2 separate regions of the Mus musculus genome follow, and region 1 is linked to region 2. A link is a contact called in public Hi-C data. All regions are on one chromosome and are shown on one strand. The core of a region is the stretch at or near the end of the contact, and the rest is flanking DNA. Distances in the headings are between cores, read along the strand shown.

Region 1 (5,780 bases), core at 1,028-3,527, 550 kb after region 2:
ATAGAACTAAGTTTTAAAAGCAGAAGCAACTACACTATAAAAACAAAACATCTGCAAGCTACAAACATCAAAAAAATGCCCCCTAGCCAGATGTGGTGGCACACGCCTTTAATCCTATCACTGGAGACAGTTGACTGGGGGAATCTCTATGAGTTCCAGGCCAGCCTAGTCTATATAGAGAGTTCTAGGCTTTATAGTGAGACCCTATCTAAAAAAATTAAAAAGCTCCTCTCTCATGCCTTCAACAAGTTATTCAAAGCATACACACACATGCGCGCACACACACACACACACACACACACACACACACACAAAGGAGCAAAATTAAAAAATTAAAGACATTTGTCTAGAGCAAACCCTAGGACATTCTTAAACCTAAAAAATACTTCAATGTGTGGTTGACAAGTCTTGAAAAACTTAGTACACTCACATAGTCTTCTCAAAAGTGGCGGAGGGTCACGTGGGTCCTAATGTTTCCCTTAAAGGATCTGCTCTCTGACACTCTCCCTCCAACAAAGCCTGTGCCAACTAGGCAGACAAAGCTTACTCCAAGTTTCTTTTGCAAGACGGACGGTTTTAAGGCAAAGAAGACTCCTCAATAACCTGCCAGAGACTGCAGGGAGGGGAGGAGTGGTGGAGAACAGACAGGGTGGCTTCACAAAACATGGAGTTTTCTCCCACTTGCTGGTTTTGCCCTGAGAAGTACCAAAGGGTGCCAAACTTTCCACAGCCGGTTTGAAGGGATTCGGTGTAGAGATTAACAGAAATCTTAGTTCCTCATGCAAACATAGCAACTAGGAACCAGTCACAAGAACAGTGAGTCTTCCTGATTAAAGGAAGGAAGCAGAATCGTAACGTTTTCATCTCTATTTTATTACTGATTGCCTACAACTTTCTACCACGATCTACAGTATTTACTTTTCGACAGGCAACTTGGGCAACAACAGCTGCAAGAAGAAAAGTTCCCAGAGTACACTTGTTAGAAGCAAAACAAGAAACACCATCGAAACACTGGGGTGAAGGGAGGAACACAGCATTAAGAAACAATGAAATGGATGAACCACAACCATACACTATCTGTCCAAAGTTCAAAGGGCAAGGAACCTAAAGTGACACTGTTTGAAGAGATTAGTGTGTGACAAAACTAATTTTTAAAAGGCTAGAGAATGAGCAAATCCACCGAGTCTAGAATGTTTATTTACCTCAGTAAGAAACAGTAAACTGGGTTAGGCCAGATAAGAAACTCGTGAACACATACAAGTTTGAGTAATGTTCTAGTTCTGGCTCTGGAGTGAGGAGTCTGAAAGTTTATGTTTTCTCTCTTTATAGTACATTGTGTTGTGTATTCTCCCAGGACTGACCATTACTTTAAAAACTTTGTGATATAACTCATATTGTGAGTTTTGACATTAACACAGGAAAGTATGGCTGCAGTCAAAACAGCAATCAAGCCTGAAATTTTCCTATCTGTGCCTATTACCCCTCTTACATGTTTGTCTCCCCGCCCCACCCCACCCCCACCCCGAGACAGGGTTTCTCTGTGTAGCCCTGGCTGTCCTGGAACTCACTGTGTAGAACAGGCTGGAATCCGCCTGCCTCTGCCTCCCAAGTGCTGGGATTAAAGGCGTGCGCCACCACGCCCGGCTTACGTGTTTTTTAAATGTTAAAAAAAAAAAAAAAAAAAGGAAAAAGGAAAAATTAAGACAATGTCTTTTCTCCATTTAAATGTTCATGGTTTACCAAAAAATTGTCCCCGCAGGCCTGGAAATAATACATAAAACAGCAATTGCCATAAAATACTTCATAAATAATCTCAAAAGCCTACGTGGCATTTTAATTAGGAAAAGGATAAATTTCGAATATAGTTTGAAAGTGACGTTTAATTTCGGTTTTCGGAACCACTAGGTGCTGACTACCAAGCTAGTTAGCATGCACGGCTTGGAGGTGACCCCAAGGCCCCAGTTCCCACAAACGCCTGACAATTCTGGATGATGATGGCAAATCACTGAGTTCTGATAGAGTTAGATTGACTTCAGACGCCACACTCCGTGTAGCTTGTTTACGCATCCAACAGTGAGAAACTTGAAAACGCTCTCAGAGGAGCAGAGAGCTTGGAATCCCGGAGACTCCCTCTGAGCCTTCTCTAGCCTCAGCCTACCAAAGGGACGTGAGGACGCTGCCCGGCGTGCGGCAGCTGCTCCGGACTGGCCCCAGGCGCGCCCACCCCGACCCCGAGCTCAGCGCGCGCCCGGGGAGCCCGGGACCGCGCCCCACCGGGACCGCGCCCTCCGCTCGCCACTGCGAGGCCACCTGCTGCGCCGCCCGCCGCTTCCGGCTCCCAGGCCGCCCGGAGGCTGCGCCCACCGCTGCCCGCACTCCTCACCTGGCGGCGGCCCTCTCCGCCGGACGCGCTGCCGCCGCCGCCTCTCGCCGCCGCTGAGAGTGAGGACAGGTGAGGCCGCCAAACCCCCACTCGCTCCCGGCCCGCCGCCGCCGGCCCTCCGTCCGCTGTTTATTAAACTTTTCTGTTTGGCTGCTCGGCCTGTGACGCGGCCTCAAGGGAGCGCCCGCGATTGGCTCTCAACGCGCGCTGACGCGGCAGTCCCAGCCCGCTGCCTAATTATGACCGGCCCGGGCGGGGCCGCGGGCCGGAGGCGGCGTGGGGGCGGGGCCGGATCTCGGAGAGTGCTATTATTGGTCAAGGCATTTGAGGGGCGTGGCACAGAGGCGCTGCTTTTCTCTCGGCCACGCCCCTGCCTCGGCCAGGTCAGCGGGCTAGGTTAGCTTTTTGATGTTGCCTCAGGAGCAAGAGGGCTCTGGTGCAGACTTGGGGGACGGCGAGGGGATGGGGTGTCTGATGACGTAGCTCCGGGCTCTGCATCCTCCCAGGGATAGACTACCCTTGTCTAGAGCTGGTGTTCCACCTGCGTAGTTTGAGAGACGACATAGATTGAGATTCTGTTGCCCAGGCCCCTAGAAGACCAGGAGGGCCAGCCCAAAGTGCCAGGTCTGAACTCTGCCCTGTCCTGAACCACGATTTACAGAGAGCGAGACCTGAGGCGTGTGTGCTCGCTTGTGTAATACACACCTACACGCCTGGACTCGGGAAGCCCCCTGGACCTTCTCGCGGAAGCGGTAGATTCTAGTCCAGCAGCCCTGCACAGGTTGTGCGGGAGAAGTGGGGGACAGCTCTCCTGAGATTTCCCCAGCCCAAACAGGATTGCCTAGAGTCCTGTCTTTATTTGAAATTATGTTATTTTGTTAGTCTTGGGGTTGTGCCTTTTGGTGTTTTACAATGTTTATCTTTGTCACTGTGCTCTCTTTACCTATTTCCCTGAAATTTCTGCCCTATTTTTACAGTAATAGGGGCTCATGGTCACAAGGTTGAGATACGGCTAACCATGTGTGGTTTGGGCTGCTTTCTGTAATCCTGTAGAATAAGGAGGAGACAGAATAGAGGACATGGTGGAGGTCAGGTAGAATTCTTTGAAGAAAAGGTGGCATTTGAAAAATTCTTATGACTTCATGGAAAACGAAAGGAAGTGTTCCTGAAGAGGGCTTGGGAGAAACACACAATGCTCTTGTGAGGTGACAGACAAGTTTCTGGGGCAGGATATTCTAAAATAAATCACCAAAGCTAAGCCTGGCCAGCCACCGTGGCCCAGGCCTTTATACTTTCAGCATGGAGAGGCAAAGAAAAATATACCTCTGTGAGTACTAGGTCAGCCTGGTGGATATAGCAAGTTCCAGGGTGACCAGAGCTAAGTAGTGAAACCCAGGGCCAAATAAAATAAAGCTAAGCCTGCTGTTCGAAACCAGAGCAGAACAGAAGGTCCCTACCCAGGGCCTAAGGGTGTTTTTGAGGCACATTCAACCCATTCAAAATTTATATTTAAGGTTGGAGTAATGATTCAGCAGTTAAGAGCACTTACTGCTCTTGTAGTGGTCTTAGGTTGGGTTCCCAGCATCTGCGTGGTGGCTCACAACTGTCAAAACACTCATACACTTGAAAATAAATCTTTAAAGCCAGGTGTGGAGACTCACACCTTTAAACTCAATACTAGGGAGGCAGAGGCAGGTTGATCTCTGTGAGTTCAAGGCCCATCTGATCTACATAGTGAGTTTCCAGACAGGCAAGGCTATGTACAAAACCAAAACCAAAACAACAACAACAACAACAACAACAACACACACACACACACACACACACACTTAGAAACATGGGCTAAAACATCGAGAGGATTTTGCCCAAGAAGATGATCTGTAATAGGGGAGACAAGGCTATAGATAGACTGGGAACGGTTTGAGGTTCAATTATGGCAGGCCTAAAAGGTCAAAGCGAGTAGTTATTTTATTTAGTAACATATAAGAACTTCTTAGACATGAGGAGGGAAGGAAAAGGAAGGGTGGATGGATCCTGACAGCTAAAAGATGCTGCAAGTGTCAGGAATCATTTTCCAGCCTGGAATTCTTTTAGGGTTCACTAGTTTCTGGCCGTTGGGAAGGAAAATTATATGAGAAGAATGTAGAATTTCGTCTAGGGTTTAAATTGTTGCTCAGGCACTTTTTGACTTACTACATTGAGCCATCTCTAATCTTTCTATGTCCTAAGTTTAGTGAGTGATGAAAAGATTTTTCCACCTCTAGAGAGGTAATTCTAATGGAGGGCATGCAAATAAACCTAATAGCAAACATCTGTATGCTGTGAATTATAAGGTGATATGTGACCTAGATGGAGAAGGTAACTATATAAACAGATGCTTGAAGGCTGTTGGACCAGGGACAGTAGTCAGGATAGGCCCCATGGGGAAGAGTAGGTTTAAATAAAATAAGTGGTTAGAGTATCTTGGTGGAGATTCCAGTGTGAGGGATTAATAAGGACCATTCTCAAGCCAGAAACATAGAAAAGGCTTAAGTTAGTGGATCCTGTGACCTGGGAAGATGAAGTTGTGAATCAGGTGGACCTGTGAGGTAATATAAAACTCTTACTATAAATTAAATGGACCAGCACAGGGTTTTAAACAGAAAACATGAAACACCATAAATTTTAAAGGATAATTCTATGTTGAAAGTAGTCTCAAGAACACCAGTGTTAGCAGCAAGACCCCATATGGAAGGTTCTGTGTGACTCCATGTAAGTGATAATGGTGCCTTGCACCCAGGTGGCAACAAGGGTGGCCACAGGAAGAGATCAAATTTGGGACACATTTTAATGGTAGAGCCAACTGTGTTTCCTGATAGGATGGTACATTTTCACTCTATGTGGAATGAAAGAGAGATCAATCGGGTGAAACTGGGTTTTGGCTTGTGCAACTCAGAGGTAGACCAAGACAGAGGTTTTCTTTTTTGTAGACATTGCATTGGGCATTGCCACACATCCAAATAGAAAGGTAAGTGTTGTAGTTGGATATTTGACACTAGGGTTCACAGACGAGTCAAATCCCTAAGTCATTAGAACATAGTAGCTAAACTATGAAAGTGATATGGAAAAATGACTGTGAAGAAAAGCAAGGGATGAGCCCTAGGCATGGGTTTGAGAGTTCACAGACAAGAGCAGAAAGAAGGCAAACACAAAGGGTTAACAGAAATGTGAAAGAACTAGTGATTTAAAAGCCAAGTAAGAGAGGATCAGAGGTGAGGAAGACACAACATCTGGCCCAACACTGAAAGTAAATGTGCCCAGCATGATCTAGGCACCCAGGAACTCCCCCGACCACTGGCACAGGTTCCTTCCAGTCTGAGCCTGTGCCCTGAATAGACCTTGGGTGCCAACTCTACAG
Region 2 (6,272 bases), core at 901-3,400:
TGGTATTTGAACTCAGGACCTTTGGAAGAACAGTTAGTGTTCTTACCCACTGTCACCAGTCCCCTTAATTTTTTTTTTTTTAAAAGGAAACCCAAGAGAAGTCACTGGATAATACAAGAAAGGATGTGAATGTTTATAAACTACATATTGTGGTAATAAAAGCTGAACTGGAGCCAAGCAAGAGGTAAGGGTGCAGCAAGGTGACCCCCTCAAATGCACACACAATAAGTTTAAATCCCCTAGTTAAAACCACCCACACAGAAAGCACAGACCCAAAAATAATTGTCAAAAGCTGGGGTGCCTGGCAGGAGCTGATACTAAAACTCCTGTACAGAATGCTGGTAACTATCTGAAGCTGCTGCGGGGAGGAAGGAGTTAGGGAACTAAGAGCACCCATGGTCCCCACTGCATTCTGTGCTGTTGCTGGCATCATATATATATATGCATTCTCCTTGTGAAGCTTGGTCCTCAAAACGTCACTCAGCTCTCCTGGCACTTACTACAGGCGCACTGACTGATCAGTGTAGTAACTAGAGATAATCTGTAGTTACTGAGACATAACCTATGTGAATGTCCCCAGGTAAAAATTCTGAGGATGGTGTCACTACCTGGGTTCACTGGTTACTGCTTTAGGAGGAAATTAAAGAGGCTTGGTTCAGACAGGTCCCCAAAATGACTATTTCTCTCTCTTACTTTACACCTTGTCCTTCATAAATCAGGTGTCTCTTAAGCTGTGACAAAAGATGCAAACTATTCACTGCAATGCTGTCACTTAGCTCCCAGGTCACCAGACGCTAATGCATTTACATTACATTTCAATTTCTCATCAAAAAAAATCAAGACAGAGTCATTAACAAGATCAGTGGCAAGGGAATATGGAAGAAGCTTGTCACTCAAAATTAAAAGAACATGTTTATTTATCTTTTATTTTCTTTGCAGACAGAGTTGTACTGTGTACTGTGTACTGGTGGCCTGGAACTCCCTATGTAGACCAGGCTGGTTTTTGAGCGCACAGTTCCTCCTAACTCTGACTCCCCAGTACTGGATTAAAGATGTATGCTACCATGTTTGGTCTTCAAGAAAGTACTTAATATCAGTGTTTCAAAAATATTCAAAGCTGGTTTTAGAAAATTAAACACTAAGTTAGGGACCTGTTTTGGCCAGAGTTCTTATAGGAGAAAAACAGTTGGGGATGGTCTCACCACAGGTGTGAAGTGCAATGACACTGCTAAGCATGCAGAGTCCCACCTTCCCAGAGCAAGCTGCTTCCCCCACACATGACCTGCAGAACCAGAACTCGTCTGCTACAGTTGTCCCAGAATTGGAGCATCTGAGCTCCTAGGAGCCCTAGGAATCCTGCTAGGTATAATATCCACTACTTGGAAAGAAATATGCCAGGCACCAAATAAGGTTTTCAGAGACCTATGCGGCCCACAGTAGTCTGGGACTCACTATGTAGCTAAGGCTGGCCTTGAATTCCTTGAATAGTCTGTCTCCTAAGTGCCGGAATCACACCTGTGTGCCACCATGCCCAACATATGCAGTACTGCAAACTGAACCCAGGGCTTTTTTTTTTTTGTGCACAGTCGGCAACCACTCCATCTTCTGAGCTATATCCTTAGCTCCAAATGGAAAGATAAAAGTGCTAAAATTAAAATGTATAAGACACATGTGCTTGAAATGACTACAGTGAAGATAAAAAGGATTTAGCACATTTAGCTCTGATTCCCCCAACACAAACAGCCCGCACAGTAAACGATCACTAGCCTCTAGATAAGAGTGCATGTTCAAGTATAAAGAGAAAAGGGGGACACTTAAGGAACACTTATAAGAAGCTACAAAACCATCTGTAAAAGTCAAGCCATAACTAAGACCCTCTGTCTTCAGCACTCAATGAATGAAGCCGCCAGGACACTGTCTGCAGTTCTGCTTGACTCACTATTCGTAGAGATGCACACTGTGCGGGGAGGCAGGAGAGAAGAGCAGGATTCGAACCACAGGAGATAGATGACCACTTCTCTACCTTTGCTCATGGCAAAACTAGTGCATTTTAAACAAATACAAACATAAACTGACAGCTAGATGGGGTGATAGCTAGATGGGGTCATGCAAAGTATCAACAATTGATCATCTGATTGACCAAGTTTTGTGTTGGGGGTATGACTCAATCCTGGTACACCTGCTAACATAAGCAAGGCCACAGGGTCTACTTCCAGCACCGTGAGTGAAATGAAAACTAACTCTGAACTTGGCATTAGAACTTTATGAGAGTAATTAAGTCCTAGGTCAGTATGAGTATAGCCTAGATGACTAGATTTTATACTTGCCAAATTGCCCCTTTCTTCCCCAAATAAAATAAAAGAGTTAATAAGTTTACAAGCAGCAATCAATTATTACAATAAAAAGCAGAAAAGTGGTAATTTCTTCATCTGGCTTTCCAGGAACTGGCGCTGTCTTTGTTTCCTGCTTTCCTACTTTGCTATGGAGTCAAAATGTCTTCTTGGGCCATTGACATTAGGAGTTTACTACATCATTACCATCCTCATCACTCCACCAAGGATCATGTGACTGTCACAATGCTATTCTTAATAATGGAAGAGCCAAAATCTGAAAACCTGTTGACAAGTACAGAACTTTACAGAGTACAGTGTTTCACCATGCCTCTGAATCTCTCTGGCTAATTTGAGACTAAACTTGAATGGGATCAGGGAGTTGGATGGGGGAGAGGCTCCGTCCTGCCCAGCTGTCTCCAGGCTCTGTCTGGACAGGTCTCCAGAACTCCCCTTGCTTTAGGAGCAAATGAGGCCATCACTGTCTAAACTTTGAGACCAATGTACCAACTGTTAACAAGCTATGAATCACACCTCCAACTGGGTCACAGAACTTGTCTTACTTGTTCCTGTGGTCTCCAAACAAGCCCATTGGGAGCCAAGTCCTCAGGTCAGTAAGTCATTCCAGAACTGCCCAGTGTCTGTCTTCCAAGCAACTGCTGCTGAAGACAAACATTTTACTCCAGGAAGGAAGAGACTTGAGATGCTAATTTAAGTTCCATAAAGAAATCAAACTGATGTTTTAAATACCACCCCCTCCACCCCCCCTCCCTATTTAAATAGTATTGTTCTAGCAGTGGCTTTGCTACAGTTTCAAAGCCTTAGCTTCAACAGAGCATTTCAAAATAAACAAACAAGTTAACTGAGTTAACCATTAATCATAACCAAGAACAGGAATATCAGTAAGTGAGGCAGCACACTCAACTGCTCTAAACGGAGGAAAGGGTCCAACTCGGAAGACACAACTTGGAAGCAACTACCAACAGACTCACTGAGGTGGGTCATAGGACTGTTTAAAAGTCGGGAGAAATGATGACAGCTGACACTCACTCCTCAGCCCCTGGCTCAGCAACCCACTGCCAACTGGCTTCCTTTTGCTAACTCCCCAAGTGCACAGCCCACCTCCTGCTCTTCCCATAGAACTGTTCTCAGGATCAAAGGTACCTGGAGCACTTTGAAAACTGCAACTCCCTTAGAAACACCAGGTTTCTATTTTTCACATCGCCGAGGACGAGCTATACACTTAAGTGACTCATTTCTCTTCTTTTCAGTCAAAAAACAAAAAACTTACCAAACTTTGCCAACACCAGGGGAAAAACAACTCTTTAAAAAGAAACCCATTTTATAGAAAAGGAACCTGAAGCACAAGGCTCAAAAACTACTCTGGAACCCAAACAACCACTCTTGAGAGAAGCTGCTTCCTTCTTCAGGCATTTCCAGAGCCAGAAAGTACTGTCTTCAGAATGTTGTTTGTTACACAACCACAATTCTGAGCTCCAAGGGGTAGTGGAAGTCAGTATAGAATGGAAGGTATTCAAAGTCATCTTTTCAGATGCCAATTAAATATTAAGTATGTGCAATGTAAACCCCTACTTGGCATTTAGCTCTACATCCTACAGGGACACACCAAGTACTGAATTTGTTCAAAGACTGAAATTTCTAAACATTTTATTGTTGTGCTCAAATCTTACAATTCAGGAAAAGAAATCCTAGGGTACTGGCCTTTGAACTTGAAATGAGAGCAGGAGACTGAGCCTGTAGGCTACACAACTGATGCACACCCAAAGGCACAGCAAAATGAAGCAGACAGGGAGGATGATAATTCACACACAGAACTCTAAATTCTGATCTTGCCTTAATCTTAGGCGTGATTGTCCTGCACAACACACACACACATACACACACACACACACACACACACACACACACACACACCATGTAGAACACAAGCTCTGAGAACACAGGCTCCAGAGTCAGCCCATCTGGGATCAAACTCTGGTTTGCTGTTTTAATTCAGTGTGATCCAAATCAAGTCATTCATTTTTCTGTAGTCTTCAGTTTCTATACCTGTGAAATGGGTCAGCCAAAATCCCTGCTTCATGGATGTAGTGTGCTGAAATGTGTAATAGATGAAATAGTTATTTTCAGCACAAATACTGCCTCAGCAGAATGGGCACAAAACTCTTATTACAAAAAACAGAGGCACTGAGGCCCAAAGACAGGAGCTGACAGCTGTGTATTTTGGTAGTTACCCAGAAGCCACTGCTCCCTTAGGGTTCTGACCAACTGTCACTGATCTACCCATCATCTTTACATGATTAATGCAGGAAAAAAAATCAGCCAATAACCTACAGCCCTCTTCTAACTCTCTGGTATTACATGCACTTGAAAGCCCCTTTAGTCCACACACATGAAGCCCACTCTCCAGCTGCCATCCAGCACTGTCTACTGTATGCTGAGGAAAGTGGGGTGGCACACCTGCTCACCGCCAGACCAGAAAATGGGATCCTGCCAGCAAGCAGACAGCCAGCCTGGCTGTGTTTCGATGCTTTTACATTCTTCCTTTGAAAAAGAACAGCCTACACAAAGTTCTTAGAACAGCCTGGTGCCGTGAGTGAAGATGGATGCTGGATGGCAGGATGTTAATAACTGCTCAAAGAGGAATACTAATGTCATTGGGTTTATTCCCGAGTTTCCTTACTTTACTTATATTTTGAGATTTTCCAAATAAAGTGGCTTTCCACAAACATTATGGTATGGGAAAAGGGAGCACCAAGATCTCACCAAGACCAGAGGGGATGAGGCAACAGTCAAGCAGTTAGTGAGACGGCATTCTTGTCACTGTTAACTGACAGTATTTGTAATAACCACAACCATTATCACAAGTATTATAGAACAGAATAGGAGGCTGTACATACACATATTAAGGATGGTAGTTAGTTCCCTGAGAGTAGCTAGACTTGCACAACACACACACACACCCTGTCCCCTCTAAGCACTTTGGTCATCCCTCCTTTTTGGAATGTATATGTGGGGGGTGGGTATTATTTTTGAAAGCTTCATCTTTCATCACGACTGGTTTAAGGAACTGCATTACAGGCTATAGAGAAGACCTCAATTTTCCCAGATCCTTGTACCTCCCAGAGCTAGGTTATACTTCCACACTAATCCTGGAGAGGGACTTCACTGAAACTAAAACTGTACCAGCGGCCTGACTGGGGCTTTTGTGGCCAGAATTAAGGAGATCAAGACCTACGGACCTTTAATCTGAAAAGGCCAAGTGCCCGAAACACAAAGCCAGCACTTCAGACTCTGTCTAGCCCATCCACTAATGCCATCAGAACAGGTAGGGCCAGCTCTGCAGGAAGAATGTGCTGGGCACCTACTACTTAGTCTAAGAACAATTAGCTATGACTGTGTCTTTCCTCAAGGAGGTCACATTCCCAGAAGGCAGACACGCAAGCTACTCAGAGGACTAGGGAGGGGACAAGACCCAGCAGGGACAAAATCAGTGTGATAAGAGAGTGGAGACAGGGAAGTCTGCTATGCTGGCCAGGCACATGTAAGTGCGGCATGGGACCAAGTGCCAGAGGATTCTAGAGAGGAAGCCACACCTTTGGGATGGGGTGAGTCCCTTTCAGAAATATACGGGTAGCAAAAGTCTCTTATTCTACAAAAAAGCTAAGACAGAAGAGAAAACTAACTCCTAAAAGATTAAAAGATTTCAATTGTTTGGGGTGTTAATTAACTTTGCAGATCTTTGTTAAATGTAAATTTGAGAGGATAACTCAAAAATAAGAATGGACTTAAGAAGTTTGCAAAAGTCCCCAAGAAACACTTGTCCCACTTTTAGTTCAGAGGGGATAGAGGACACAGACAGGCATCCAGCAAATTAAAATGGTTTTCCTTTGCCATCCTTAATCCTGTGAAAGTAATTACAGG

What was found. A called contact is a pair of places that touch in the nucleus more often than the background predicts.
Region 1: a contact with region 2 is called in a Hi-C map of liver, with 2.1 times the contacts expected there. The contact joins the promoter of 2610206C17Rik here to the enhancer-like site in region 2. A contact is called at or near these places in 2 of 39 promoter capture datasets (cranial neural crest and liver), 6 of 484 Hi-C or Micro-C datasets (CD4 T cells, LSK cells, embryonic stem cells and 2 more), 1 of 115 datasets of contacts at active chromatin or transcription factors (extraembryonic endoderm stem cells) and 1 of 9 other capture datasets (liver).

Annotation. Positions count from the first base shown.
Region 1 is chr7:84,687,363-84,693,142 of GRCm38.p6, forward strand. It overlaps 2610206C17Rik (RIKEN cDNA 2610206C17 gene), which reads left to right and starts at 2,278. Exons shown (of 5, transcript NR_038175.1): 1 at 2,278-2,452. It overlaps Zfand6 (zinc finger, AN1-type domain 6), which reads right to left and starts at 2,595. Exons shown (of 7, transcript NM_001360578.1): 1 at 2,384-2,595.
Region 2 is chr7:84,133,166-84,139,437 of GRCm38.p6, forward strand. All of the region lies in intron 1 of Abhd17c (abhydrolase domain containing 17C), which reads right to left. Among named protein-coding and RNA genes, the nearest start is that of Abhd17c, 16 kb to the right of the region's middle. Within about 2 kb of position 2,151, at least 53 of the 459 cell types and tissues checked have an H3K27ac peak or open chromatin away from gene starts, as enhancers often do. A contact at or near this core is called in liver, where this site is marked.